Linked DNA regions of Mus musculus: all the other regions are linked to region 2. Evidence: chromatin contacts called from public Hi-C data. All regions are on one chromosome and are shown on one strand. Each heading gives the region's core, a stretch centred on a gene start, on an enhancer-like site or on the middle of the called end of the contact. The rest is flanking DNA. Distances are from core to core; before and after follow the strand shown. Region 1 overlaps Atg5 (autophagy related 5). Region 2 has its middle 19 kb from the start of Prep. Region 3 has its middle 4.8 kb from the start of Gm35028. Region 4 has its middle 22 kb from the start of Mir1929.

Region 1 (7,004 bases), core at 3,706-6,205, 760 kb before region 2:
CAGAGAACCAAATAACCCTATTTTTAAAATGGGGTACGAGCTAAACAAAGAATTTTCAACTGAGGAATACCGAATGGCTGAGAAGCATCTAAGAAAATGTTCAACATCCTGACTACTTTCTTGAGTAAGAGTTGGAGCTGCTAATTACTGCTTACTACTCTACATAGGCCATCAGGTCTGCTAGGCAAGCACTCTACTGCTGAGCTCTGTCTATAAAGCTCTTTTTCTTTTTGCAACAGGGTTTCACTGTTTCCCATGCTGGCCTTGACTTGACTCTGTAGCCCAGGCCTTGAACTTAATGATCCTTCTGCCTCAGCCTGTTTGGTAGCTATAATTACAGAGCTTGAGGTCCTTGATAGTGACTTAAACATTTAAATTGCAAATCAAATGGTCGAATACTTTCTTAGTATGTCTAAGGCACTGGTTTTGACCCAATGCTACCAAAAGTAAACAAAACAAGAAAAAACTTTACAACTGAATTGAGTTTTCTTCAAATGTGTTAGTTAAGGAAGTTTTTAGTTGTCTTCTCTTGAGCAAGAGTCATAGTTGACTGGATGGTTCAAGGTTCCCAAAACTACTATAAATCATTCGATTTCAGATGTGCATATTAGTGTGCCTTAGGTTTCTATTGTTCTGATAAAACATACTGAGCCCTTACCTCAAAATCAGGAAATATCCATAAGCTGATTATTTTTTCCAATTAAAGAACATTTAAATTTTATTTTAAACTTTATTATATTTTTAAAAAGTTGAAGAAAAAAAAACACCCAAAGACTATGCAATTCAATGAGCTTCTATATATTTTATAGAGAAACAGGAGCTGTGGATCTTCACATTGCAAGTTATGTATTTCCTTCCTTCCTTATTTACTTATTTTTGTTTGTTTGTTTGTTTTTGTTTTGTTTTGTTTTTGAAACAGAGTTTCTTGATGTAGTCCTGGCTGTCATGGAACTCACTCTGTAGATCAGGCTGGCCTCCTTCTCACAGAGATCTGACTGCCTCTGCCTCCCAAGTGCTGGGATTAAAAGTGTTCACTACCACCACCCATCCACATTGGATTTTATATTTCCACTGTTTTATGCACTTACCCACTACCAAAACCACTACCACCAATAAAAAAAACCACGATAGAGTCAGAACTCGGAAACAGCTTGTATTTACTACTTGCATTCATTCCTTCTTCATTTCCTAATGTTAGCTTTTCTTGCTCTCTTTCATATGTTACTGTACCTACGAATATATGTATTCACACACGCAGATGCATTCATGTTAGATTCTGCATGTAAGGAAGAAATGTGGTTTTTCTTCTTCTAAGATTGTGTGACCTTGCTTAATAATATATATTCTAAGTCCATCCATCTTCCTGCAAAATTTGTGATTTCATTTTTCTTTAGAGCTGAACAGTATTCCATATATATATATATATATTATATATGTATACATATATAATTTTATATATACACCAATTTTCCTTGTCCATTTGTCTGTTGATGGGATTGAGGTTGATTTCAGTTCCTTTCTCTCGTGAATAAAGCAATAATAAAGATGAGGGTGAAAACACTTCTATGCTAGGGTATACTCAGAACTGAAATAGGAGATCACATGATAATTCTATTCAAAAGTTTTTTGAGAAATCGTCAAACTGAGTTTCATGACAGCTGCAGTGTTTTGTGGCCCACTAATCGTGGTTGAGGTTCCTTTCCCTGCACATCCTCTCCAACATTTGTTGTCACGTTTATTGATGACCGATAGCCATTGGTGAGACGCTCTGAGAGTAGTTTTAGTCTGCATTCCCTGGAGAGATGGCTCAGTGGTGAAGAGCACTGGCTGCTGTTCCAGAGGTCCTGAGTTCAGTTCCCAGCAACCACATGGTGACTCACAACCATCTGAAATGGGATCTGATGCTCTCTTCTGGTGTGTCTGAAGATAGCTACAGTGTACTTAAATTCATTAAATAAATAAATCTGAAAAAAAAAAACCCACATTGTTTTTTTTAAAGTTATTGGCCATTGTGTTTCTTTTTTTTTTTTTAACAGTGAATATTCAAGTTTATTTACCCACTTGCTAATTGGCAGTGTTATTTCTTTGGTGTTTCATTTCTGCAGTTCTTTGTAAGTTTGGATATTGACTGAGTGTAGCTGGTAGCCCCCATTCTGTGGGCTGTCTGTGGCTACAGCGTTCTTTGCTGTACAGACTTCTCACTTCCCTGTGGCCCCACCTGCTGATACTTGAGGTTGGCTCCTGTGTTGTTATGTTCTGTTCAGAAAGTTCTTCCTATCCCAGTAGTTTAAAAGGTGTTTTCTTTCAAGTTGTAGTGTTTCAAGTTTTAAATTAAGGTCCTTAGTCTGTTTTGTATTGATTTTTATACAAGGTGAAAGGTAAGACTAATTTCATTCTGCTGCAGGTACAGCCAGGAGGGCCAGCACTGTTTGCTGGAGAGGCTGTCCGTTTTCCAGTATGTTTTTGCCTACTTTGTCAAAAATTCAGTGGATACATAGCTTTGTCATTTTATTTCTGGATCTTCTTTTCTATTGCTCTTCCTGTGTGTTTTTATTCCTGCACCAGGCTGTCTTTATGACTATACCCTGTAGTATAACTTGAGATTCCTATGTGTGGGTGGGGTATGTTTGTGCTTGTGTGCACATCTGCCATGCAGCCACGTGGAGATCAGGACAGCCAGTTTTTCTCTTCCCATCATGTAGCTCTCAGTAGTCTAAGTCAAGTCATTAGACTGCGCAGCAAGTGCCTTTCCCCACCAAGACATCTCTCCAGCCCATAACCACATAAATTTATTCATTTTACTTATTTTAAATTTATCTTACTTTGATTTTTAATGTGTATTTGTTTCAGTGTGTATCTGTGTGAATTTATGATATGTTTGTGGGTGCCCAAAGAAGCCAGAACTGGGAATTGGATATTCTGGAACTGGAATTACAGGTGCTTCTGCGGAATCCTAGCTGGGTGCTAGAGAGACCTCAGGCCTTCTGAAGCTCAGCGGGCATTCTGAACTGCTGATCCATCTCTCCAGCCTGGACATTTATTCTAAAGATCAGCTGCTAACCTAGTCAGGAAGTAATGAGGGCTTCCTGTTTTCAGCAAGTTAATTTGAGTGATTTGTACATTCAGAAATTTTTCTTTTGAGTGTAGAATTTAAGCATGCTTGAATTTGAAGTCTCACTGTGGTACTGAATGAAATTTACATATGTATATCACTAGCTTAGAATACTTGTATATATTTAATAAAAGTCAAGGCACTGCTAAGTACCAGGGTCCTTATTCTAAGTTGACTAGTGGCCAGTAGTTTGACATAAGGCAGGTCTTTTCCCACCTAAGGCAGTTTGCTTATGTGTGGATGGCCAACAGCTGACTGATCTTTAACTATGGATTAACTGATGCCAATCCCAAAGGGTTTGTCCTGGGTGGGGAGAAAGGATAAAAGCAAGCTCCTTGATGTACCTCGGTGTTAATAATTGATGTCCTGCTGGAGAGATGGCTCAGCCATTGGAATACTTTTGGCTTTTGCAACAAGTTCAGTTCCTAGCATCTGCATGGTGGCTCAGAACCTTTTGTAACTCCAGTTCAGGGGGATCTGACACCCTGTTCTGGATCTTCAGGGCATCAGAAATGCATGTGTTGCCCACACATACATGTAGACAAAACATTCATAAACATAAAATAATAACTCTAAAAAGAATTTTAAATTGATATCCACCTAGGCCCATAATTTTGGAGGGCACCATGCAATTATTTAGGATTTTTCTTATACATTATACTAAATTATGAATTAACTGCCCAACACTGTCTTGGTTGTATATTGACCCTTAATACTCAGGTAGAACCTCCTTGGGTTGCCCTGTGCATTATCAGCAGTGTGTGTTTCATCATGTACACAGGTGACATGGAGTATGAGCATGATAGCCTGGGCTATCCCAGAGCTCATGCACATTGTCCTTCCCTGATCCTGAGACTTTCCTCATGTGCAGAGCGAGCTAGCAGCGCTACCCTGTGGAGTAAGGACTGTTGTGAGTTGGAGAAATATTTCACTGGGACTGAGGGTGTTAGTCACTTGACAGTGTGAGTAAGAGTTGGAGAGAAGCAGCGTGAGTTAGTACTAGGCTGGGGAGTCAGAGCACAGCGACTGGATGTTTAGGGGTCGGGGCTTACTGAGGTCTATAGGACGGAGTTGTAATCAGTATGACTGGAAGTATTGGTGGGGCCAAGTTATGCATCTGATGAAATTTAGAAAAGGGAATAAACTTAATAAAGAGCTTTTTGTTGTTGTTTATTTGTTTGCTTGCTTGTTTGTTTGGCAGGGGCTCATGTCACCCAGGCTCAACCCATGAGGCCTATAGGCTTGCACCAACCCCAGTTCTTGATTGGTATATGCTATCATCTGCAAATCGAAGCAAATATTCTTTTTATTTTTTTTTCAGGAGAAATGATAAACGTGGTAGGAGAGGCTAAATACATTAGATGGGGCAAGTGTAATTATGTGAATAATCATCTGAAATTAGATTAAGATCATAAGGCACAGGTACAAGGCTCTCTTTTAGGTGAGTGATAAGAGTCTACCAGGCTTGAAAAAGTAAGAAGTATGTGGTGTGATTTACTTTGTGCCTGGCCCTTTAAAGGATCCCCAGTTGCTAGTCACCTGGCCCTTTAAGAGAACTGCTTGACCCTATGGCCTTTGGTTTGGGTTGCCTCTAGAATTCTAGGGATAGGAGAGGATATAAAGAGCCAGCAGAGGCTGAGAGAGGGGAGCCGAGGGTCCAGGTGGCAGGAGAGTAGGGTCAGAGAAGACAGTTGGTTTAGGAAAGGACTGAGTAGGGCTGAGGAGAAAAGACAGTCAGTGTAGAAAGGAGGCTGAGCAGAAGAGAATGGGAACCTGTTGAGCCAGAGACCATATTATTAGGAGACAGTAGAGAGACTAGCAGAGTGACAAGAGACAGTTGGTGACAGCTGAGCCAGGAGAAGCCAAGCTGAGCAGATAGGGTAGAACAGCTGCTATAGTTTGGAGAGGCTACTACTGGGGAAAATGAGAGACGAGACTGTTTAAGCAGACTGTTGGGAAACTGAGGGAGGAATGGCTGAGGAAACATTTGAAGGGGCTGAGCTGGAAACTGGGAGGGGGGCTGGCCTGTAGTTAAGAGAACTGATTGCAGTTTGTAAGAAAGAAGGCATTAAAAGAAACATTAAAAAACACACACATTTTGCAGAAGTATAGTTTCTATTTTGATGGGACTTATATTGCTTATTACTTGAATATGTAATTGGCATCACATACACATGCATGCACATATGCATGCATGTGTATACACACAGACTTTTTGAGATTGTGTTTTACCAAATAGCTCAGTCTTGCTACATACAGACTCTTGTCTCGGCTTCTCTAATGTAGAAATTCCTGGCTTTTACCTACCTACCTCCCCTCCTCCCTGGCTGGGAGAGAGTAAGAGGTAGGTAAGTATGGCTGGCCTCATACTTGGAGAAATCACCTGCCTCTGCCCCTCTGCCCCTCTGCCCCTCTGCCCCTGCCAAGTGCTGGGATTTAAGGTGTACATCAGTGAGGCCTCCCCATACCCCACTCCACCTTTTCTTTAAGTGAAGTTTTTTGGTGTTCATTTTTTGCCTATGAAATGTTTTCATTAATTCTTGGAAGGATCTGACTAATGCTATTTATTCTGTTTCCAGTTTGGCTTTGGTTGAAGGAAGAACTTAGCCTATATGTACTGCTTCATCCACTGGAAGAATGACAGATGACAAAGATGTGCTTCGAGATGTGTGGTTTGGACGAATTCCAACTTGCTTTACTCTCTATCAGGATGAGATAACTGAAAGAGAAGCAGAACCATACTATGTAAGTGTGCAAAGGGGACCTATAACTTCGTCCATTATTTACAATAAAATAAAAGTTTTAGAATGTGGAGGCTGTCACTTTGCGATATTTTCTCCATCCACCCTTCCTTCCTATGTTTCTCTTTCTTTGTTTCTCTTTCTTGTATTCTTTGCTCATATGATACATCCTGACGCAGACTCCCCTCTCTCCCCCTCCTCCTCGCCCGTCCCCTCCCCTCGTCCCTCACTTTACTGTGGGCGGTTAGAAGACTAGGATGGTTACTTGGCTGGTCACGTGCTTACCATGTAAGTGTGACAACCCAAATTAAGCTCCCCAGGACTCACTTGAAACGTGCCATGTGTCATAGTGTGGGCTCTGGGGAGGCAGAGACAGGAGGGTGCCTAGGGGCTAGCTGGTCACCCAGCCCTGCCTTCAAACCAGTGAGCTCCAGATTTAGTGGCGCTCAGTAACGTGAACAGTGGCTGGAGAGATGGCTCAGTGCTTAGAACTTGGCTGCACTTGCAGAGAACCCTGTTTGAGTTCTAAACACCCGTGTGGCACCTCACAGCCATCTGTGACTTTGTGCTGCACATACATGCATGCAGGCAAGACACTCACACACATAAACTCTTTAAAACAAATAAGGTGAAGGGTAATGGAAGAAGACAGCTAACACTGATCTGTGTGGCTACATGTATGTACATGTGTGTGCATGTATGTGCACATGCACCTGATGCACCGTAAATGAATCAATGCAAACAAAAGAGGGCTTGAGAGGCAGCTAAACAGAGAAGTACACATACTGCTCTTGGAGAGGACCCAGGGTCCCAGGATCCATTTTGGCAGCTTACAACCCCCGTAAGCTCTAGTTCTGCTCTTCAAAAGTACCTGTACATACACATAATTAAATAACAGCAATTCTCTAAGATAAATAAATCCCCTCTAATCATGCTACCCACAGTTCAAACACACATGTCACTTTAGACATACTGATATGCGTTCTTTTTTGTGTGCGTGTAGTCATCTATCTTAGAGAGTGGAGTCAGGCTATCTCTACAACAGAGCACAGACTTAGAATGTCAGTACCTACCACACAGCACACCTGTAGTGGAATCATAAGCAATGTGCTGTGTTTTAATAGGAAGCTAGGTTTTTTTAAGTTTTATTT
Region 2 (7,003 bases), core at 3,123-5,622:
AGTATGCTTAGCATTTTTATTTTTATTTTTTATGGCTTATTTTTATGTGTATGGGTCTTTTGCCTACATATATATTACATGTATGTAGTACCCTTGTAAGCCATAAAAGGGTGCCAGGTCCTCTACAACTGGAGTTACAGATATGAGCCATCATGTGGTGTTGGGACTCAAATCTTTGGACCTCTAAAAGAGCAGGTAGTACTCTTAACCCCTGAGTCATCTCTCCTGCGACCTTGGGCATGTTTAAATCAACATTCTCACGTATTGCAGCAGAACATGGGCTGTAATAATTTCCAAGCTATCAAAGCAGCTATCCATTTAAAATTATGATAAAGAACATGTTAATAAACAAGTTAGAATTTCTATTGTTCAAAAGACTTTGAGGTCATTTCCCTGAACTATGGTAAAATGTAAGCTGAAATAATATTGTAACATTGCTATGCACATGAACTTACACACACCTCATTTGCTATAAATACGCTATACTTAAACCTGAAAAACAAGCTTCTGGTGTTTGTATGTAGTCCAACCTAAATATCCAACCTAAAACCCGCAAAGACATCAAGTACAGACTCCAGACATCACCTTATATGAAGGCTCCAGTATCCTACACACTCTTAAGTAGACAAAATGACCCGGGCGGAAGTAGGAAATTCAATTGTTTATGAAAACATCTTCATTTTTAAGGTATAAAGAAAATGACTGTTCATCTTAAAGCCCTGCCTTTCTATTCAGTTCACAAAAGAGAATCTCCCCCAGCACCCCCGACAGAGTCTTTAATTGGGGTTTCCAACCTCTTATCAGGTTCCAAATGAATAAAGCGAATAAGATGAGTCTGAAGTGCTGCTGCTGCTGGCCCAGGGATTGCTCTTCACACACTGAAAGCTGGAGCTTTGCTGCCCCCTGTTGACCGCAATCACAAATAATAAATCTTGTCCGCAAGTCACAAGCGTCATAGTTTTAAAAGTCTTTCGAACCTGGCCTACTCAACCTTAATTGTTCAAGTGGTAAAAGAACCTAGATTGCAGATCCTAGGAGGAATGTGTGACTTTCTCGGGATCACTGAGAGAGAGGCAAATCCGGGGCTATAAAATACGCTGGGCCGTGGAGCTCAGTGGTTGTTTCCCTTTATCAGTTACTCTCCCCATTGTGTAGGTGCCCTTTACACAACACCGGAAGCACCAGTGTGCCTGGATCCAACAAAGCAACAAGTCATATCCTCAGCCATGTTATAGAGAAACCATTTTACACCTTTCCAAAGTGCTCTAAGCATGGGTTCACTCGCAATGACAGTCAGAGAAGTTAGAGTGTTTCTGAAGAATAAGGCAGGTGGGCCTCAGGTGTCTGACTGCATGGTTGTCTGAAAAAAAAAAAAAGGAGGCTTCGATCCTGATCTTTGGCTTGGATGATCCTGATCTCAGCTTTACATGTGTCAGAGGGTCCGTGCTTGGCTCTAAACGACAAAGAGCTGGAACAGGAGTCAATAAAAATGGTAAGGACCTCTCTACACTTTGGTGGGACTGGGGGTACTGGCTCTCCCTGAGAGTAGAGACAGCTCCTTGGAGTCCTGGGCTGTTTCCCAGGCATTAGCATCCTACTGGGAGGAGAAAGCTCTGCCTTTAGGGGCTTTGTGGGAGCCTGGTCTTTGGAAAGCCAGAACTAGGACAGAGCCTAGTGACACCTGGCTGAGCACATTTATTAGCACACAGTAAATACCACTGATGACACCTGGAATCAATTAAGAAGAGACTCTGAAAGGGGTTTGGAGTCCTTTCTGCTACTGTGATAGTGACCAAGCAAGAGAAAGGCTGTCTGATTTCCATGACCAGAATTAGGCCACAACTCGTCCCTGTTAATTCCACCAGTACAAATACAGTCCTCTCTTGGTATCTTCCGAAGACTGGGTCCAGGCTCCCCACCACTATCCAAGCCCAGGGAAGCAAAAAATTTGCCAGCACTCAGTCCCTTCCACAAAGTGACTGTTTGCATATAATCTGTGCCTGTCTTCCCGTGTGATAATCATCTCTAATTGTGATGTCATAGCTGATACCACAGGAAAGCCATGTAAATGAATGTTTTAATGAATGGCCAGGGCCTAATGACAAGAGAAAGCCTGGACACATTCAATACAGATACAATTGTTTTGGCAAAATGTTTCAATCCACGTTGGTAGAGACTGCTAATATAGAGTCTGCCAATACAGAGCACCGAGTGTACAAGATCCAAAAGTGTGCAGAACTTTAAAAAGGAAAGAGTAATCGCAACAATCCAATCTTAAAAAGTTATTAAATCTTAAGACTGTTAAATCTATGTAAGTTGAGGTATATTATGTATAGGATATGTATTATGTGTCTATAAAGACATTGCCTACCCTTTCTGCCTCTCTAAGGTGTGTGGCAGCCTTGAAGGTGTGAGATGCATCTAAATGGAAGGAGGTGCTCACCTTTTTAACCATTCTTATTTGGTTTGCAATTAGCTGTGGCCCTGCCTTTTCCTTCGGTCAACCTAGCACGAACAAAAGCAACACACAGTTCTTGGTAGAGATTTCTGAGATGTGTTTAGCTGTTTTCTCAAACTGGATGGTCATGGCACACACTGGAGCACTGGATCTGGTCCTTGGCTGACTAAATATGCAGCGAGGCCCTGTGTTACCCGCCCTGGACATAAAACGAAAGAGAGAAACAAACCTTTCCTCATTTAAGCCACTGATACGTGGTTTTTCTAAAACTCCTAATTATATGGCTTCTCCTGCATGCTCTAGTATCCATCTACATCTATGCTACAAGTACAATGTATTTTAAAATCATGCCGCAGGGGTCTGGAGAGTTGGCTCAGCAGTTAAGAGAACTTGCTGCTTTTATAGAGGACCTGAGTTTGATTCCCAACTCGTGTCAGGAAGCTCACAACCACTTGTAACCCCCTCTCCAGTGGCTCTCTAACCTTCACAGGTCCCCACACTCACATACAGAAACCCACACAGACACAGATACACATACATATAATTCAAAATAAAATAAAAAGCATGGTGTGGTGATGGTGGCCCATGCCTTTAACCCCAGCAGGTGGGAGGCAAAGTCAGGCAGATCTCTAAGTTTGATGCCAGCATGGTTTACACAGTGAATTCCACAACAGCCAAGGCTACATGGAGAAACATTCTCTCAAAACAAAAAAACAAACAAAAAAAATCAACCTATCAATCTATCAATAAAGCACCTAATTGAGGTAAATGAAAAGGGAATTCTTGGAAGAGAAGTTTAGGGAAATGCATATATTTTTAAGATGGGCAGTGAGACCGAAAGTACTGCTGTACCCACAGAGACTGCTAGATCTGAATAATGGTTAACAATCAGATCTCTGAGTTCCAGGACAGCCAGGGCTATACAGAGAAACCCTGTCTTGAAAAACCAAAAATCAAAAAACCAAAAAGAAAAAAAGAAAAAAAAAAGGATGGTGATGGTTTTAGGTGATGGAAAAATACTAATCTCTGATCATTACAATGCAAACTAGCATCAGGGAGAACCCATCCCTTGCTTGGATTTCTAGGAGCCTGTATTTTAAATGAAGGCAAAGGAGAGCCCTAGCATTCAGATTATCCTAGACACGTTACCTATGAAACTATTTGCTTGTCTTGATGGCGGAGGACCCTATGAGTCACGAGCGTAGACATATGATCTTTAAACGTCTGAATTTGGACGTAAGCAAAGAGAAACAGAGCCACAGGCAGACAAAGATAAGAGCTTCCTGGTTCCCTGTCCCTTCTTATCTCCGTCAATGTCAGCGTTAGCTGCGAGGCTCAATGAAGAGCCTCCATCTCCAGATCTTTCCTTTGACCACTTTCATCTGCGCCTTACAGTGCTGGGGAGAACACCCTAGACGTGCTGTGGAGTGAAAGGAGCAGGTGACACAGGTGGAGGGAAGAAGCAGCCAAACAATGAAGCCTTTGAAGGGAGCCAGTTTCCTAACAGCAACTAGGGCTAATTAGTACCTGTGCGGGCAGTCACCTCAACTCTCGTTTTAAAACACCCATTCCTCTTTCTTCACCTGCTAGAGAGAAATTCTGAGGACAGCGGCTTGCCGCCCTCCAACCCAGACAGGTCAAACTTCTTTGTCCTTCCTGAGTGCACTGTGAAGAAAGCCGCGACACAAAGGGAATGTTTTTGTTGGCAGTCAGTTCAGAGCATGTTGACATCTCTGTTTTTAACAACCCTCTGGTCAGCCTGGGCGTAGTCACTCTTTTGAAAGTCGAGTCTTGAGGAAGTAGGTCACGAGAGCCAGTGTTTGGCTCCCCTGAGCGTGACTGAACCCAGGCGTTCACTACTTGTGTGTGGCTTTAGAATGGGTGTCTTGCTGACACCGAGTGCCACCTGCTGATTCACCAACCTGCATGGCTAGTTACTCCAGCTGACCAGCAAGGCTGGACTGTTTCCTCAGAGCAGGGCACGCTGGGCAAACAAACAACTCGTTGCTGACCAAAGCATAAAAAATTACATGGCAGAAGGACTAGGGTTGACAGAAGTAACCCAAGAGGGCCTCAATACACTGGTGTGAAGGGATTAGACATGGGACGGAGACAAGAGATGTGAGGAAGGCTGAGGCAACAGACCAAAGGCTGAGTGGGGAAGTGAGCAGGGGTTTCCCATTCTGAGGCAGGGGCTTACTTGCCAGTGTCCCTGAAACCCATCTTCTTTTCTTCTTCGTCACACGCAGGCCCCAGTTTTCAGGTTCCTTTATAATCTGGGGTAGCCACGAGACTGGATCTGACTAATGGAGCAGAAGCGAAGCAATAATGTGTGCTACTTTCAGGCCTGACCCATAAAAAACACCTGCTCATAACCCTGTCTCCCCTCCTACTTGCCAGGTGGTAACACTAGAATCCAAGCATCTATGCTAGGCAGCCAGGCTCTGCAAGATGCTGAGCCATCTTCCCTCTTTCTTGCCTCTGGGTACTGCTGACTTGAAGCTGTTCGATCCCAGGACTTAAGAAGGAAACGCGTTGTCTGTTCCCTGGGTCCCTGATCTCTCATTACAGCAGGTCTGCCCCCGTTCATATTTTTGGTCATATCAATAATATTATCAGACTCACACACCGTAGAAGTGATTTACTCTGAAGTAAATTGCTCTAGCTCCCCTCTGACAAGGAATATAGGAGACTTGTTTTCTCCTCCAGCTTCTCTCTCTCTCCCAGTGCCTGCACTGCTCTGCGCATGCGCACCAGCCACACCGCCCTCTCACATTGCCTCCATTGTATACCTTGCTCTTAGCTCCCAAGGCATCTTCCCTAAATATCTACCACTGTGTCTTCCCTCCCCAGCCCTCCCTCCAGAGCTATAACCATTTCAGCCTTTCTCATTCTTGAGATTTCAGCTTAGGAGGTTTTCATATATTTTGTGACTCCTTTGCTTTTTCTGTCCCTTCTACCCAGATGTTATATACATGGGTATGTTAAGTGACTATCTGCTTTGAAACGGACTTTTATTATTAAAGGAAAAACAAGGTGAAGTTCTGCCCTTTGACTGGTATTTGTATTTAACCTGGAATGGCTCCTCTGTCCAGTTTCCTGGGTGTGCTCATGTGTGCATACGAAGGATCATTTTCCCCCCTGAGAGATGCTTGGAAAAAAAATAAAAAAGGTTGATGCAAATGAGAAGATCGAATATATATAAGAAATGGGGACCTTTGAAGTCCTTTTAGCAAAAGACAGGTCAACCTCAGAGTGCGAGCTTAGATGTTACTCTGAAGAACAGTAGGTTTCAGTGGAATGTAGGCCAGCGAGAGGAGAGGGAGAGGAGAGGAGAGGAGAGGAGAGGAGAGGAGAGGAGAGGAGGCCAAGAACTCACGGATTACTCAATATCTAAACGCAGGAAGGCAAAGAAAGGCTAGAGAAAGCAAAGGAGACTCTACCCTTATTACATTTTAAAAGTATTATTGAGACATTGTAAGTTACCAGGTGGCACACGCCTTTAATCCCAGCACTCGGGAGACAGAGGCAGGCGGATTTCTGAGTTCGAGGCCAGCCTGGTCTACAAAGTGAGTTCCAGAACAGCCAGGGCTATACAGAGAAACCCTGTCTCTAAAAACAAAACAAAACAAAACAAAACAAAACAAAAAAAAACCACAAAAAAAATTCTCAATAATGCATTTCTCACTTATTGTGTATTATAACAGTAAATCGATTCATTACTAGATAATCTTTTAAAAAGTTGTGCCTTTATCCTAGAGAAATCTGGAGACAGACATTCATCCTGAGGTATGCACAAGGGAGAAAGCTCTTGAGGGAGCTGTGGGAAAAGTCTCCACCAAAACAGGCTGGACACACTTGATGTCATAGAAAAAACAAGAAATCCCAGGGGGAATCTTTCCCTGTAAGGTTCAGACAACAATATACTCAAGGACCAAGCCAGAGTCTGTGGCTTGAAAAATAGAGTAAAACCTCAGACCAGACCCGTGGCAGAAAGCAGAGCTATAGAGATTATTGGGCCGTGAGTCCAGTAGCCTCACTTTCCAGGAGTCTTAGAAAACATTTGCAAGAAAACGACCTAAGAAACAGGCACTTCCTACACTCTGTTCAGATGAAAAGTTTCGCTGCCCGCCGTGTAATCAAAGCCAGGCAGAGACAAACAGGTTGGTCAAGAAAGCTATCATCTGTACTTACCAATAGGAGTGAAAGTCTAGTGCTTACAGAGAGGAGCCACCCCAAGTTAAGGCAGGGAACAAATCTGAGTCCGGCCAGCAGAGGGCAGTACATTCAACTTTGAGACTCTGAAGGGCTGTAACTTAGGAGTTGGCCAAATGCCATTATGTCTTACTGGATAATACCAGTGAGGGATTGCCTGTGAAAATCGGGCTACTTTCGAAAGGTGAGAAATGATCAGAGCGCACACAGTTCCTGAGGTGCGGGCTTTCAAAGTTTGATGATCAGAACTGCAGGGTTTCCTGTCAGGCACCTGGGTGGTGGGATGTGAATGTGTCCTTTCCTTTATCCTCTAGACGCCAAACCCTTACC
Region 3 (7,041 bases), core at 4,361-6,860, 610 kb before region 2:
AGAGTTTGTCCTCAATGGCTAAAATCAAAGACGTACCTGCGCTCACACCCACCGTTGCCCTTCTAGGTCCACATCAGTACCTATGCCAAAGAGTCAAGCATAGACTATTCTTAGGCTACCCAGAAGTCATTGTGGCCACTGTTTGGGCTTCGCAGAACCACAGAGCTCTTGAAGTTAGCATTCTATCCTTTGTTTGATGATATATTTCTCCTCATCCCAAGGTGAGGAGGAGTATCGTGAACTCCCCCAAAAGATATGCTTGGCTGACCTCAGGACTAAAGTCTAGTCAGGCCCTCTCTGCTCCCCTCTCCCCGTCCTTAACACCCTCTCCCCTCACATGCACCATCAAAGGGACTTTCCCTCTCTAACCACCGGGGTCTCCAGTGGTGAGCAAAGACGATGACAGAGGAGGTGATGTGGTTTCTGCACAGTTAGAAGCACAGAAAAGCTTTCAACCAGCCCTGAGAAGGGAGAAAAACCAAGTCCGGAAGGAAGTCTGTGTACCTTGAGCAGGCTTTTTTCTCTCTTTCTCTCTTTTTTCTTTTTCTTCTAAATCTTCCAGAAGACCTTGCTGCTTTGGAGCGGGCCCTCAGTAGAACTCAGGGAGGTCTCTCCTAGCAAAGCCACTCACTTTTACACCTGTCTCTGATGGGAATCAAGAGTCAGACCTTGATTTATGAGGTGCTTCTTGACTCTACATTTTAGACGGGTCCTTCCTTCCTTCCTTCCTTCCTTCCTTCCTTCCTTCCTTCCTTCCTTCCTTCCTTCCTTCCTTTCTTCCCTCTCTTTCCAGCCAACCCTTTTAAGAGCATGTAATTCTTCAGGTTGCAGATGAGCAATGATAGGTTCTGTTACTACCCTTAAGTTGGAGAAAGGACCGAAACAGCTGTAACTTACCCACGATGGGCTGGTTTGCTTCAGATAATGTAAGTTGTAGTCTGGGACCCACGTGTATGTCAAATCCAGAGGAGACCAAAAACTACCAATTTGAAGCAATACAACTATAAATCTTCTAGGGTTTCTGTTGGTTGCAAAAGCTGTGTAACAGGTGGCCGTGTTAAAAAAAAAAGTCTCTACACAGCCCCCCAAAAGGTTTGTGCCTATTGGGATTCCACTGCCTTAGAACAAAAGGTTGACCCAACCATTACTTCTTAACTTTCATCTCTGCCTCCAGGCACATTGGTTAACTTCATATGGAGACCATTTAAGACAGAATATACCACTTTAAATTCAGGGGCAGTAGAGGCCTTGTCTGTGCACCTGAAATAGAAATGCATTCAATCACATGTCTTCCCTCTGCTGTGGAGAGCATCCAGGTTCCATGATCAAAAGTGGAAGGATCTATAAACACCCTGCCCCCTCTTTTTTTCTAAACAGCAAATATGCACACCATGTCTACTACTCAGTATCTGAGGCATTATCCTCTGAGGGACGGGTTAACTTGATACTCCACTTTCTTCTCTGAAGCAGTTGATGTGACGCCTGCCTGTGTGCAAAAGCAGCAAAAATACAATCTCCCTGTGGTACCTCACAGAGGACCCGCCATCCATAGAGTGAGTGAAAGGTGGTTCAGAACCACAGCAGACTGTGGCAGGCCGTGCTTCTCCAGGACTCTCTGTCTGTTTCTTCCTAACATGATTTAATGACTGGTTAAGAGTTCAGGCCATTTGGCTTGGGATACAGCTCAGTGGCAGAGCACTCACCTACTGAGCACAAGGACCCTGGCTCAGTTCTCACAACAACAACAACAACAACAACAGAGCTAAGTTTTGTGCTGTAAGGTGCTCACGTTTGGCAAACGTGCCCAAAAGTATGAACAATAGCAGCAGCTCCTTGGGGTTCTGCCCAGCTGGCAATAAGAGCAGTGTCTAATCTGCTAACATCGGGAGCAGAATCAGTTTCCAGTTCCGGCATGAAGTTGTTAAACATCTTGGGCATCTCCCTTGACCGTCTCCGAATCTCTGGGCTGGAGATACTCCAAGTCCAACACCGTCGTCACCTCCTTCATGGGAAACCCCTGGGAGGAAAGGACACTGTCTTAAAGCCCCCCACTAGCCAAAGCAAAGGACCTCTACAATCCAAAAAATGCCAAGGTCCCTGGGGAGGTTTTAGGAAAGCCTCTGCCTCTTTGGCCTGTGGACAGGACTACATTCACAGGGTGGTTATTAATGAGACAAGTGCATTAGGAGCCGACTCATGTTTTGGTTATCCACCCTGCTGCACGCATTGGTTAGTAGTTCCTTGGGTCATCTAGGTCAAATGTCCCCTTGGCCTAGTTTCCCTCGTCCCTAGGTCACTAGAGAGGCACCTGCTTCCTTCAGCCTGTCCTAAGGGTGTGCTCATGGAGGGAGGATGCCCACCAGTCACTGGACAGAAAACACATCCCTACAACTAAGCTTGGGATAGGTGGCCACCTGCTTCCCACCTCTTCGATGTATGCATTACTGAGTGTGGACTACATTTAGAAATGTAAGTGTGGGGACAGCCCCACAGTGGGGAACTGGCTGTGTCGTCTGGCCATTTTCCACCACACCAGGCCTGGCTGGTGTGTACTTGAGTGCCTCCTTTAACATCCCTAGTCATGCAGGCTCACAGGAGGGCAGACTCACACTGGTAGAACCGGTCTACTTCCTGGTGCTCCCGTACTTACTTCCCCAACTATGCAAAGGGGTGGAGGAGGGAAGCCTGCTATGATTGGCATCTTCCTTGCTACACCTGAGCCCAAAGGTGTTCAGGGAAAGGTCATGTGGTGGCTGTCAACACAGACAGGACTTGAGGCCAGGCCAACCTGGCTTCACCAGGGAACATACCACCAGGAATGAAAAGGAACACTGGACACGAAGCCATGTCACTTCCGGCAAGACAGGGACAGGCCATGGCTTTGGGTCTCCTGAACTCCTTTGTGTCTTCTTTATGGCTCTGCCCTCGTCCCTTGGCTCGTCCCATCGGGTGCCGCTGGACTATCACCTACCTGTCGTGCCAGCAGGTTGGAGAGATGACCAGGCATGTTTTTTGGTGATCAGGGTGGTAAAATGGCCCACATCATCTGTGCTGGAGGCAATCACAACGAAACTGAACAGTCAAGTAGAAAACTGTCCGCCCACAGGCCCGCCGAGCCCAGTGCAGCAGTGGAGGTTAGGGGGTCGGGCTGCTCAGGCCAGCCTCTCTGCTACAGCTCGTGATTCAGAAATTACTGGAAGCACGCTTGCTTTTTCAGTCACCGTCTTTCAACGGTTTATTCATAAGGCAATTTTTCACTTTTCACTCGTTTTCAGCCCCTTTCACATCTATCTACTCACAGTTTCTGTCTTGGCTTTAACCTTTCCCTCCTCCTCCTCCTCCTCCCCCTCCCCCACTTCTCCCCCCCTCCTCCTCCTCTTCTTCCTTCTCCTCTTCTCCTGCTCCTCCTCCTCTCCCTCTCTAAGCTCAATTTGTCCTTATTCCCCCTTTTAAAACTTTAAACCGTTAAAGTGGTATAGAGGCCTCAGTGGCCTCACTAACTGAAAAGGTCCCTTTCACTGTCCCCTTAGGGGTCTCCTTACTGTGTTCTCAGGGCTTCCTCAGTTGCCAGTGTTTCTGTACCTTGCTCCTTTTTGTGACAATAAACTTAAAATCTTTTTTTACTTGTCTTGTAAATATGATTTTGCTTAAACAAAAACAAACAAAAAAGCAACAGCAACAGCAAAGCACAAAAGAAGGAGGGAAAGGACAAAGAAGAAAAAGGAAAAACAAGAGCAATTACAGGATTCTGGTTTTGGAGTCCAGCAAGAATTTAACTTAAGCATACTCACTATTCCTATTTTTTAAGAAATGTAGGTTTCTTTCAGGTGAGTGTATTAAAGCACATAGTTCTCACAAGTCAGCAGGACCTGCAAGCTCACTGTCCTTGGCCAAAGAAGACACAATGGCTGGTTCCACACTAATTTGCCCCCCCATTCTGGGTTCCCTCTACTCTCTGATCTCTAGGCACTTATGCAGCAACCTGGTTTCCAAGGACAACAGGAAATCATGGAGTCTTAGCATAGCAAAGGTATGTTACTTCCAAGATTGCCAGAAACAATCCAGGAGTGGCTCCTCATTCTAAGGGTCGGAAAATCAGGGTGAATGGGGGGAGTGATGGGCAGACCTAAGACTAGTGCTCTTTATTATGAGTACACAGTGTGTCCCCTGTGAGTAGGGACTTACATTCAGTTTCTTCCTTGAATGTATTCCTAGACTATGGGCCCGAGACATGTGGAAGAAAGTTAGGTGACCTTGCTATTAATCTTCAGGTTAGGTTATTGATAGTAGGTTATGTGTTACTGGATGACAAAGGTTTACATAGAAGTTGCTGATGTTCCATACTTCCTTAACCTGTATGGGTGGGAACTTGAACTCAGGGTCACTGTGCTGATACTGATGGGAGAGGGGAGGGCAGAGGCCACCCTTCTTCCTGAGTACCTCCTGCACTGGTTGGGGGTTCTCTAACAGGGCCAGGGGAACTCTTTGTTTCATTGCTGTTCATGATTCCTGGGAACTGCAAGGTGGGACACTCTTTGTTTCTTCCTTTCTTCCTTTCTTCCTTTCTTTGTTTCTTCATTTCTTTGTTTGTTTCCTTCTCTTCCTTCCTTCCTTCCTTCCTTCCTTCCTTCCTTCCTTCCTTCCTTCCTTCCTTCCTTCCTTCCTTCCTTTCTTCTCCTCCCTCCCTCCCTGCCTCCCTCCTTCCCCCCTCTCTCTTTCTTTCTTTCTTTCTTTCTTTCTTTCTTTCTTTCTTTCTTTCTTTCTTTCTTTCTTTCTTTCTTTCTTCCTTTCCACAGAATCATGGACTCTTCCTCAGAGTTAGGCAGGCTTTTCTAGTTTGTTAGGTCATACATACTTTGTTTCTAAAGAGTCTCAGGAGGTTAAGGAAACTAAAGTTCTCCACCAAAGTCTTGAACATGTCTTGGTTTAGGTCCTCGGCTGCACATAAAATTGACAGATGCTTGGACTGTTGGCATAGAGGGGCTTGCTGGGATATCTTGGGATGAGCTTGTGTTTTTAAGTGGGGTGACTCTTCCTTAATTCCTACAAGTCGGAAAACTCTGTCCCTGCCTGAGGAGAACCCCAGTGTCTTATAAACCTCAGAGATAGTTAGTCTCAGTCTAAATCAATGGTTCTCAGCCTTCCTAATGCTGCAACATTTTAATGAAGTTCCTCATGTTGTAGTGACCCCCAACCATACAATTATTTTGTTGCTACTTCATAGCTCTAATTTTGTTGTTATGAGTTGTAATGTATCTGATGCGCGACCTCCAGGATGGGGTCACTGGTTTAAACTCTTCTGCTGTGATCTTATTTGTTCCCCACCCATAGTGGAGAGCAGCTGGTTTCCTTTGTCCACAGGTGAGTTTTCCTGATGCCCAAAGATGGGGCGTTTTCCTATCATTTCACGAAAACACATTTTGTAAGCACACTGAAGAATCTCTTACCAAAATTACCCGATGGTGCTTATCTGCCACTTCCTCTTTCTTTCTCGATAGGGCAGAGGAAAAACTCAAAGATGACTATGTCACACTTGTGCTGAATAACACCTTCTATCTTAAACACAGAGAGAGGGAAATGTGTACAGGGCCAATCCTGACTCAGCACTTGGCAAGCCTGGAAGGAGCCAACTAGGAGAAGGTTCGTTAAGTTTATAGTATTCTGAGAAGCTGGGCCACAGCAGAGAAGATTTGCATAAATCTGGTTAAAAATAACCTTCTGGAATCTTGCTGCAGTTTTCGTCTGAATCACACCGATTAGGGCTGTATTGAAATTAAAATCACTTCTCGCTTATTTAAGCTGTCAGCACTACTTTGAACACTTGGACTTTGGGGTCTTTGAGGTCTTGAAAAGGGATGTGGTGGGAGGCTTCTCCATGGTCTCAGAAACTCAGGATCATCACACAGCTGGAAGTGGATTTTAAGAGGTAGCTAATTCCAAGAATGGTCTAGCTGAAGGCAATGAAATCAATGTATTATGGGAAAAGTGCTCCACCTTTGCGGACTGGCTCATGGAGCGCCTTGAAACCTTCCTCTCATTGAGCATCTTTTAGCTGCCCCTCTGCCCTCCTCTCTGGACAACCTCCCTGGAGGCCTGGTTTTGTTAGAAAGCCTTCTCCATGTGCATCCTATTGTTTTTCCTCCCTCTGACCTGGCCCTTTCTCATTATCTTTTTTTTTTTTTATTCTTTTTCCTTTTGGGGGGAAAGGGGGAGACAGGCTCTCACTATATAACCCTGATTTGCTTGGAATTCCTTATGTAGAGCAGGATGGCCCTGAACTAAAAGAGATATGCCTGCCTCTGCTTAAAAGTATGTGCTACCACACTTGGTACACACACACACACACACACACACACACACACACACACAGAGAGAGAGAGAGAGAGAGAGAGAGAGAGAGAATAACATCATTTACATCAGTTTATGAGAACAAAATTATTTCATTTCCCCCAATGAAAGGCCATCAAGAATTGTGCTCATAAACTTCTATGATGCACCACGTATAGTCTCTATATTGTAATATGATAGGGAATATTTCTGTATAGCTTTTATGTAATTAAGGAAATTTAAAAAAGAATTAGTGACTTCTTGAGACTTGCTTTGCCCACTGAGGACTATGTAAATCTAACAGTCCAAACTCTGGCAGAGGCGCTTAGGCTCCTGGTGGGTGTTACTGTCCCACTCAACTCTATGCATAGTTGTTCCTGAGATGGGCAACTCTAAAGAAAACAAGACCTCATCTACCAAAGAATGATGATTTATGTTAGCAATTGTTACACCCTAGATATTAAGGAGGTTTTAAATATATATATTACCACAATGGTTCTGTAGAACTCGGGCATCTAATCAGCACCACTTGGCACATTAGGATAATAGGGTTCTGCTTTTCTTAACTGCACAGTTATATGTTGGCAGCATTTCAAGATGTTTAAGTGAATTAGGATGAAACCCTGAAAGCAAAAGAAAACACAAGAGAGTCTGGAGGGCCGAAGTATAAGGAGTATTGTTTTCTCAACATACAGCGTGGACTCATCAAGTTGG
Region 4 (7,015 bases), core at 1,876-4,375, 670 kb before region 2:
CAGGGCTGGGGTGTCAGAGTTTCAGCTTTGATTTTTCTATGAACTGGCTGGGTTATTAAAGTGTTGACCCTGTTCTCTTGTTTAAGAACTGGTTTCATTTCTAATGACACAGCAACCATCGAGCCATTCCTTGATTTAGTCACTAGAACCAAAACTGAAGTGTGGCTGGTTTCGTGTTGTTTTTATAGCAGTTAGTACAGAGAACAACAGGCTCCTGTGAAAACAGATGTATTGCTATCTCTCTCCATCTGCTGCCTCCCAGACTCCCAGCCGGGCTCTGCCAGAGCCCGAGCCTCAGCTTCGGTTCTTGTGAGAGAGGCTACCTTGAGGACAAGAACCTGGCTGCTCTTTCCAGGGCTAGGGGCACCTTTATTTTTCTCCTCTTCCTCCTCTCCCTCTCCTCCCCCTCCTCCTCCTCTTCTCCTTACTCCTCCTCCTCCTCCTCCTTCTTCTTGAAAAGGAGCTTTGCATCTTCCCAGGCATTTTACAGTTTGGAACGGAGTATCAGAGAGAGACCCTTGTTGCCCATTATGAACCCAGGAGGTTCTTCGTTTGATGGGCCTCTTTTAATATGAAGGTCTCATAACGCTGAACTAGAGTTTTTAGTTCTCTTGGGGGAAATCATCGTGTTAATTATAATGCTAAACTCCTCATAGTGAAGTCATACTCTCCTCACAGAAACCTAATCTTTGACAGTGTGTCTAGAATCAGATATAAAAGTGAGTGTTTACAAATAAAGGAACAGCAGTGGGCTAAGGCGGTAGGTAAATTAGCAAAGTGCTCACCCAGCACGTGACAGGCCTGGGGTTTGTCCCCAGCATTGACTAAACCAGGCATGGTGGTTCAAGCCTGTAATCCTGGTGTTGAAAGGCCATCCTTAGCTACAGACTGAGTTTGAGACCAGCCTCCGGGACATGGATCCTCTAAATTAATTAATTATATAATTTTAATTAAAAATTAAAATCCCCAAAGAAAACCAAAAACAAACAACAACATAAACCAACCCATAAACATAAACATTGATTCTTATATGTCTTCAGATTTAAGAATTACAGAACATAGAACACTGAGCTAACTCCCATGGAATAGTCAGGTTCCCTTGTGTATAAAATACAGTTAACAGGAAATGCCTCATAGGACAATAGAAGAGTTTATGTGAACAAGTAACATACAAAATGCTTGAGAAAGCACCTGGCAGTTTGTACCCCATAAATGCTGGTTGTTCTAGGCAGAGGATGTAACTCAGTTGGTATGTGCTTGCTTGGCATTCATAAAGCTCTGGGTTCCATTCCCAGCACCACATAAAACAAGGTGCTATGGCTTCTTCTACCTGTGATCCCGTTTTGGGAGGCTCTGTAGCCGAGGCCAAGTTTAAGGCCAACTTGGCATACATGAGACCCTGTCTTGAAAAACCAAACAAATCCATAACGTTTGGTTGTCATTGTCCTTGCTTCATGTTCTTGTCAACTACATGTTGAATATCCTCACCTCACTCCCAAAATACACTGACACACACAGACACAGATACACACAAACACACACATACACACAGATACACTCTCACACACTCACACAGATATACACAGTGACACACACAGACACACTAACACACATTCACATACATGCACACTGATACACAGATACTGACACACATACACACTGACACACACACACACATAGAGATACACTCAAACAGACATACTCACACAGAGACACACAAACACTCTCACAAACACACACACACACACACACACACACACACACACACCACCACCACCACCACCTCAGTCTCCTTCAGTGTCTGCCTACCCTCCATCATCTTCAGTTTTTCCTGCAACCTTTGATCTCAAGCTGTCCTCTGAAGTCTGTGTCTGTCCGACCTGACAGATGAGGCTAAGCCTGGCCCTCTTGCAAGCTGGCCTGTGCCAGAGTTGTCTAGGCAATGTTTGTTGCTTTTTAATGATAAGTATAACTTCTGGGGAGTGCTAATTTTAAAAACTTTTTAAAGGTCAATGCCATACTTCTGTTGAGCCAGCTCACCTGGAGATTGGCTTTAGTGATGGGATTCTCTGCTTTGGCTCTGCTATGCTGTTCTCAAGCCCACACACTGGACCTTCTTGGTCCAGTTGTCCATGTTTCCATAGTTGACCAAATTGTTTACCCTAATTCCCCCACAGTTAAGAAAATTCTGTGACATTGTCAAGAAAGCCATTGTCCATTTAAAAGGTCATTCATCTTTTTAAAGGTCTCGTTCATCTCATTCATCTTTTTCTCTCATTCATCTTCCATTGGTATTTTCTGCCTGTGTTCACTGTCTGCGCAACAGCGTGGCTGTTCAGCGCTCTCCATATGGACCTTTGATCCCTCCCAGATTGCAGATTTCTGGAGACCAAAGCCAGAGAGCTTGGTACCACTCCTGAGGTGAAGGGCAGAACGGGCGCAGCCTGTCTGAGGACTCTCGAGAGGGTTCTGCCAAGCACATGGCTCTCTACTTTTCTCCTCTGTTATTTCCAGAAAGTCTCACAAACTCCTTCCATCTCAATTCGGGCCTTCTTCAACAAGCAGAGACAGATTTAAGGTGAGGGACTTCTCCGGCTGGCCCTGCAGCCGGGGTCTGAAAGTGACGTGTCAGGCAGGGGTTGGGGCGTGGTTGGCCTCCACCCTCGGCTGGAAAAGGACATTTTTTTTTTTCAAGGAGAAGGTCTTGTCTCTGTGTCTACCTCATCGCAATCCTCTTTGTCTGGTTTCTTCCTCCTACCCAGTCTCCTTTGCCTGCCTTCCCCTTTCCCTGACTGACTTCCAGGCTACCCCTCCCCCAGCCTGTCTTCGTGCCTTCCTCCTTACACTCGCCTGATCCTCTGTGCGTCTGGTCGGTTTCTGTTCCCTCTTGTTCTTTTTCTTTCACTTTCCGCCGCCCACCCGTCATTTTTAACAGTGTCATCATGACTTACAGTGTGGGAACATGGAACTCAGCGTCTCCCACATTACACAGCCATCTCCGGATTCCATGTGACCAGCACTCTTGCCCTTCGCTATGAGGGCAGAATTGATGCCCCACCACTTCCCAGCTGCCAAGGCCCAACTCTCTCTGAGTCTCTGCTTCCTGCTCACTGCAGAGGAGGGCAAGGCTAGAGCGGGAGGATGGGGCAGCTGCTCGTACAACTGCGAGCGGAGGTTTCTAGTACTGACATATATGACTATCTTCATAATCGACAGAGCTCAGCTGAAACATCCAAGTCAAACGAATAGCAGGGTCTCAGTCATACACAGAAAGCACTCTTCCCTTTTTCTTCCCTCAGCCCCACACATGCAGGCTTGTGCAATCAGTTCTTATATAAAGATCTGCTTGAAGTCAGGCCTGGGGTTTCTCGGAGGCATTATACCCCCCTTTCAAAGGTCAGGGTTCACTCAGAGCAGCTAGAGTAACCTGGATGTTAAGAGTTGGGAGGGGAGGCACCTCGAGGTTTCCGGGAATAGGACCTTCTTAGACTCTGTTTCACAATGCAAAGAATGGTTTGTATGTCTCACATGCAAACCAGATTTGTTGATCTGAGTGGCAATGTCCCTTTGCAACTGTGACCAAGGATGGAAATTAAGCCTGTCTCTGTCTCAGAGGCTGGGCTTCTGCCAAGCACTCCGTTTACTGCTGGTTTGCTACCTTAACCCTTGGCAGCAGCCCGGGGCTCTGCTTGCAGCCAGCACCCAGCCAACACAGTGAAAGTGATCTTTGCATTGAGCTGTCTGCCTACAGGTCTCTACAGGCATCTCCTGCCCTGGCCTGTCTGCAGAGCCAGAGAGGCTGGCTGACAGGAAAGTGAGCCAAGGCTCCTGGCAACGTTCCAAGTCCCAGAAAGGAACTGCACCTAATCCAGCATCCTCTTCCTTTTTTTTTTTTTTTTTTTTTTTTTTCAGGTGCAAGTGGTTAAAATTCACAGTCATGGTTCCACTGAGTGGAGAAGCTTCACTCCCAACACAGCAGGGCCGGTCCGGCGCTGGGGCCCAGTTAAAGGTGATTAAGCTGTTTAGAACAGAACGGATGCTCAAAAAAGGGGCCTCCAGCCACGTTCCTCTCTGTTCTGCTGTAGGATGCTGGACACAAAGGCCCTCGGCAGCTGCCACCCCTCAGTCTCGAACTTGCCTAGAACCCTGAGCAGAGACATAGTCGGTTCACTATCCGGTACCGACCGGTTCTGGTATTCTGTGACAGTGGTAAGCGAAACGAAGCCACCTCCCATGGGCGCACCCTCCCACGACACCTGCAAGAGAGCAGCCACAAAGCATGAGGCTGCTGGTCCGTAAAGACCTCGAAGTGGCCTCAGAGGCCCAGTTCGGGTACTGAGAAAGTATTGATGTTTATGGACTATGCAAAGATGGTCTGAAGAAAAGGGAAAATACAGCAGAGATCTTCCTACATAGGAATGCAGTTTCAAAACACAATTTGAAAAGAACTATTTCTAGGGGCTGAAGAGGTGGCTCAGCAGTTAAGAACACTGGGAGCAACTCCAGAAGACCCAGGTTCAATTCTCAGTGCCCACATGGCAGCTCACAACTGTTTATAACTCCAGGTCCAGGAGATCAAACACCCTTCCAAATACATAATGTAGGCAAAACACCAATGCACATAAAATTGAAAGAAAGAAAGAAAGAAAGAAAGAAAGAAGGAAAGAGAGAGAGAGAGAGAGAAAGAGAAAGAAAGAGAGAAAGAGAAAGAGAGAAAGAGAGAAAGAAGAAAATAAATCCGGGTAACGGTGGCACATGCCCTTAATCCCAGCACTCGGGAGGTAGAGGCAGGGGAATCTCTGTAAATTTCAGAATAGCCAGAGCTGCACAGAGAAACCCTGACTCAAAAAAAAAAAAAAAAAAAAAAAAAAAAAAGAAAGAAAAAAAAAAGAAAAAGAAAAGAAAAAGGAAAAGGAAAAGGAAGGAAGGGAGGAGGAAGCGGAGGGGAACTAGTTCTATAAAACCGTAGCTTTCATCCGTATTCACTAAAGGGCAGCAGTCTACCACTCCAGGCTGCCTTATATCAGAACTAAATGTGTAATGCTGCCCAGGCTGAGTACTCACCTTAGGGTCCTTTTAACTGGTTTTGAAAGTTTCAAAGCTGAACTTCCTAAGGGCTTTGCCCTAGACCTATCGATACACATGGAAATGTAAGGGGGAAAAATCCTTTAACCTCCATATATATACACATACATACATATTAATCTGAAAAAAAAAGGAGAAATTGAGATGTAATAGTAGAGGCAGGACTAGCAGTAACTGACTAATACTTACTATGCTCATATGCGGTATGAGTGTAAACGTCATACACACGCAGTGTCAGGTTTTTTAAATTCGATTGTATGACTGAAATGCTTGGTAGAACTTCTGCTTCTGGCCAGGATGGGATAATCGACCCAATGTGTCTTCCTTCCTGCAATAACCTCCAGGAGGAAAGCAGACAGAACACACAAAGCGCTTGTTTTCACAACAGCAGACCTCAGGCAGTACAGAGCAGTGCTCCCTGAGAACCGGGAAACAAACGAGGGGCCCTGGGCTTGCCTTCACCTGCTAGACCGCACTCGGGTTGCTTAATAAGTGGGAACTGTGTTTTGTTCTTAACGTTTGGCACCCTTTTTCTAACTGGGTTGTAAAGTCTTTGAGAACAGAGGCTCCCTGTCCTGGACAGCACACCCCTAGTCTATGATGCAGTTGTCACATGTTGCTTGCTGAATAGACACTCACCGGATAAAAACCTGAGGCTCTCCTGGGGTGCGATGTGGTAAGTTCAGAACTGACGGGATGTTGGAGCTCCGTGTATCATAGACTGTGTCGTCTGCTACATAGATTGTGTAGTCCTCATTTCACAGAGAACGGGACAGGTCCGAACAGCACAATGGCTTGTCAAAGCCACATGGCTCCTCAGTGGTGAGAATTGGTAGGCTTGTTCCTCTCTATAAACCAGTACTCAAGAAGTTAGCAAGGCAGAGCCTCAAGCTGCACAGTGCCTTTCTTTAGGATGCTGGCTGCATTATCCACAGATCAACGGTATGGTGTAGCACCACAAGTTCAGGGGCAGACAGGTCCTGAGAATTACTGTGGACAGGATGCTGTTAGAGTTTAGATCCAAGACATGTGTTGAAGGATTGGTCCCCAGGCTGTGGTATTGGGAGATAGTGACTGAGGTAGGCATCTGAGAAGTGAGGCCTGATGGGAGGTCTTTAGATAACTGGGAGCATGTGTTTGAAGGCAACTGTGGGACTCCATTCCTTCTGCCTTCTTACTTCCCTACCGTGAGTGAACGGCTTTGTCTGCCATGCATTCTCTGCCGTGATGTGCTTCCTTTCGACAAAAGCAATAGGGCCAGTAAGTTATAGACTGAAACTTGAAAGCTATGAGCCAAACAGACCCCTCTCTTTTTGTAAGCTTATTACTTCAGGCATACGTTCCAGTCATGGAAAGCTGATGATCACAGCCAGCTAAGGTTAAAGGGTTAGCCAGACTCTGCTCAGTTCTAGTAAGATGTTGAAGGAACTAGTAAGTAAGCTGAGAACGAAGGCCAGAGGGAAGCTATTTCTAAAATGAGCCCAGAGACTCCTGGGGACTTAGAAGGAGAAGTTGGACTTCTAACAAGGCTAAGCCTTTCCTAGAAACTTTAAAAGAACCAAAAACACACAGAGTGATCAAAGCCTTAAATGCCTTTCCTTGGCTGGTCATTGCGCTCAGCACAGCCCTGTGGGCTGTATGGTTCTTCTGGGAGCTGGGAAGGGTGGGATCATACAGAGAAGTTCATGTGGCAACCCTACCCATTGTCTCAACACTTGGCTGGGCTATCTCTGGAAGTCTACATAGAGGAGTAGTGCCCGAGGCCAGGCCAGCTTGCTTGTCAGAGCTGGAGCACCCTCAGACCATAAGATGTGTTCTGGCATGGAAAGAACTGCCTACTCTGTATGGAAAGTCGCTGATAGCGTGTTCCCATGAGGCTGAAGCGAAATCTGTGGATCAGTTTTGAGCACTCTCTGAGGCCTGGTTCACA

Evidence for each region. Hi-C and Micro-C count contacts between places; a contact is called where the count stands out from the background.
Region 1: a Hi-C map of muscle stem cells shows a contact between it and region 2, with 3 times the contacts expected there. The contact joins two enhancer-like sites. A contact is called at or near these places in 17 of 39 promoter capture datasets (the 3T3-L1 cell line, the HPC-7 cell line, HPC-7-derived erythroid cells and 11 more), 9 of 15 datasets of contacts at CTCF or cohesin (CD8 T cells, the NIH/3T3 cell line, embryonic stem cells and 4 more), 198 of 484 Hi-C or Micro-C datasets (the AML12 cell line, the AtT-20 cell line, B cells and 102 more), 17 of 115 datasets of contacts at active chromatin or transcription factors (PVALB interneurons, astrocytes, bone marrow-derived dendritic cells and 9 more) and 1 of 9 other capture datasets (embryonic stem cells).
Region 3: a contact with region 2 is called in a Hi-C map of bone marrow-derived macrophages, with 12 read pairs. The contact joins two enhancer-like sites. A contact is called at or near these places in 3 of 484 Hi-C or Micro-C datasets (the G1E-ER4 cell line, bone marrow-derived macrophages and palatal mesenchyme) and 3 of 115 datasets of contacts at active chromatin or transcription factors (effector CD8 T cells, pancreatic cancer cells and stem cell-derived neural progenitor cells).
Region 4: a Hi-C map of bone marrow-derived macrophages shows a contact between it and region 2, with 17 read pairs. The contact joins two enhancer-like sites. A contact is called at or near these places in 1 of 15 datasets of contacts at CTCF or cohesin (large pre-B cells), 3 of 484 Hi-C or Micro-C datasets (the N1E-115 cell line, bone marrow-derived macrophages and nephron progenitors), 4 of 115 datasets of contacts at active chromatin or transcription factors (bone marrow-derived macrophages, embryonic stem cells and microglia) and 1 of 9 other capture datasets (embryonic stem cells).

What each region holds. Positions count from the first base shown.
Region 1 is chr10:44,280,341-44,287,344 of GRCm38.p6, forward strand. It overlaps Atg5 (autophagy related 5), which reads left to right. Exons shown (of 8, transcript NM_053069.6): 2 at 5,692-5,857. The coding sequence starts at 5,750. Among named protein-coding and RNA genes, the nearest start is that of Atg5, 16 kb to the left of the region's middle. Within about 2 kb of position 4,956, at least 7 of the 459 cell types and tissues checked have an H3K27ac peak or open chromatin away from gene starts, as enhancers often do. A contact at or near this core is called in muscle stem cells, where this site is marked.
Region 2 is chr10:45,044,574-45,051,576 of GRCm38.p6, forward strand. No RefSeq gene overlaps it. Among named protein-coding and RNA genes, the nearest start is that of Prep, 19 kb to the right of the region's middle. Within about 2 kb of position 4,373, at least 85 of the 459 cell types and tissues checked have an H3K27ac peak or open chromatin away from gene starts, as enhancers often do. A contact at or near this core is called in bone marrow-derived macrophages and muscle stem cells, where this site is marked.
Region 3 is chr10:44,429,276-44,436,316 of GRCm38.p6, forward strand. No RefSeq gene overlaps it. Among named protein-coding and RNA genes, the nearest start is that of Gm35028, 4.8 kb to the left of the region's middle. Within about 2 kb of position 5,611, at least 38 of the 459 cell types and tissues checked have an H3K27ac peak or open chromatin away from gene starts, as enhancers often do. A contact at or near this core is called in bone marrow-derived macrophages, where this site is marked.
Region 4 is chr10:44,377,831-44,384,845 of GRCm38.p6, forward strand. No RefSeq gene overlaps it. Among named protein-coding and RNA genes, the nearest start is that of Mir1929, 22 kb to the left of the region's middle. Within about 2 kb of position 3,126, at least 189 of the 459 cell types and tissues checked have an H3K27ac peak or open chromatin away from gene starts, as enhancers often do. A contact at or near this core is called in bone marrow-derived macrophages, where this site is marked.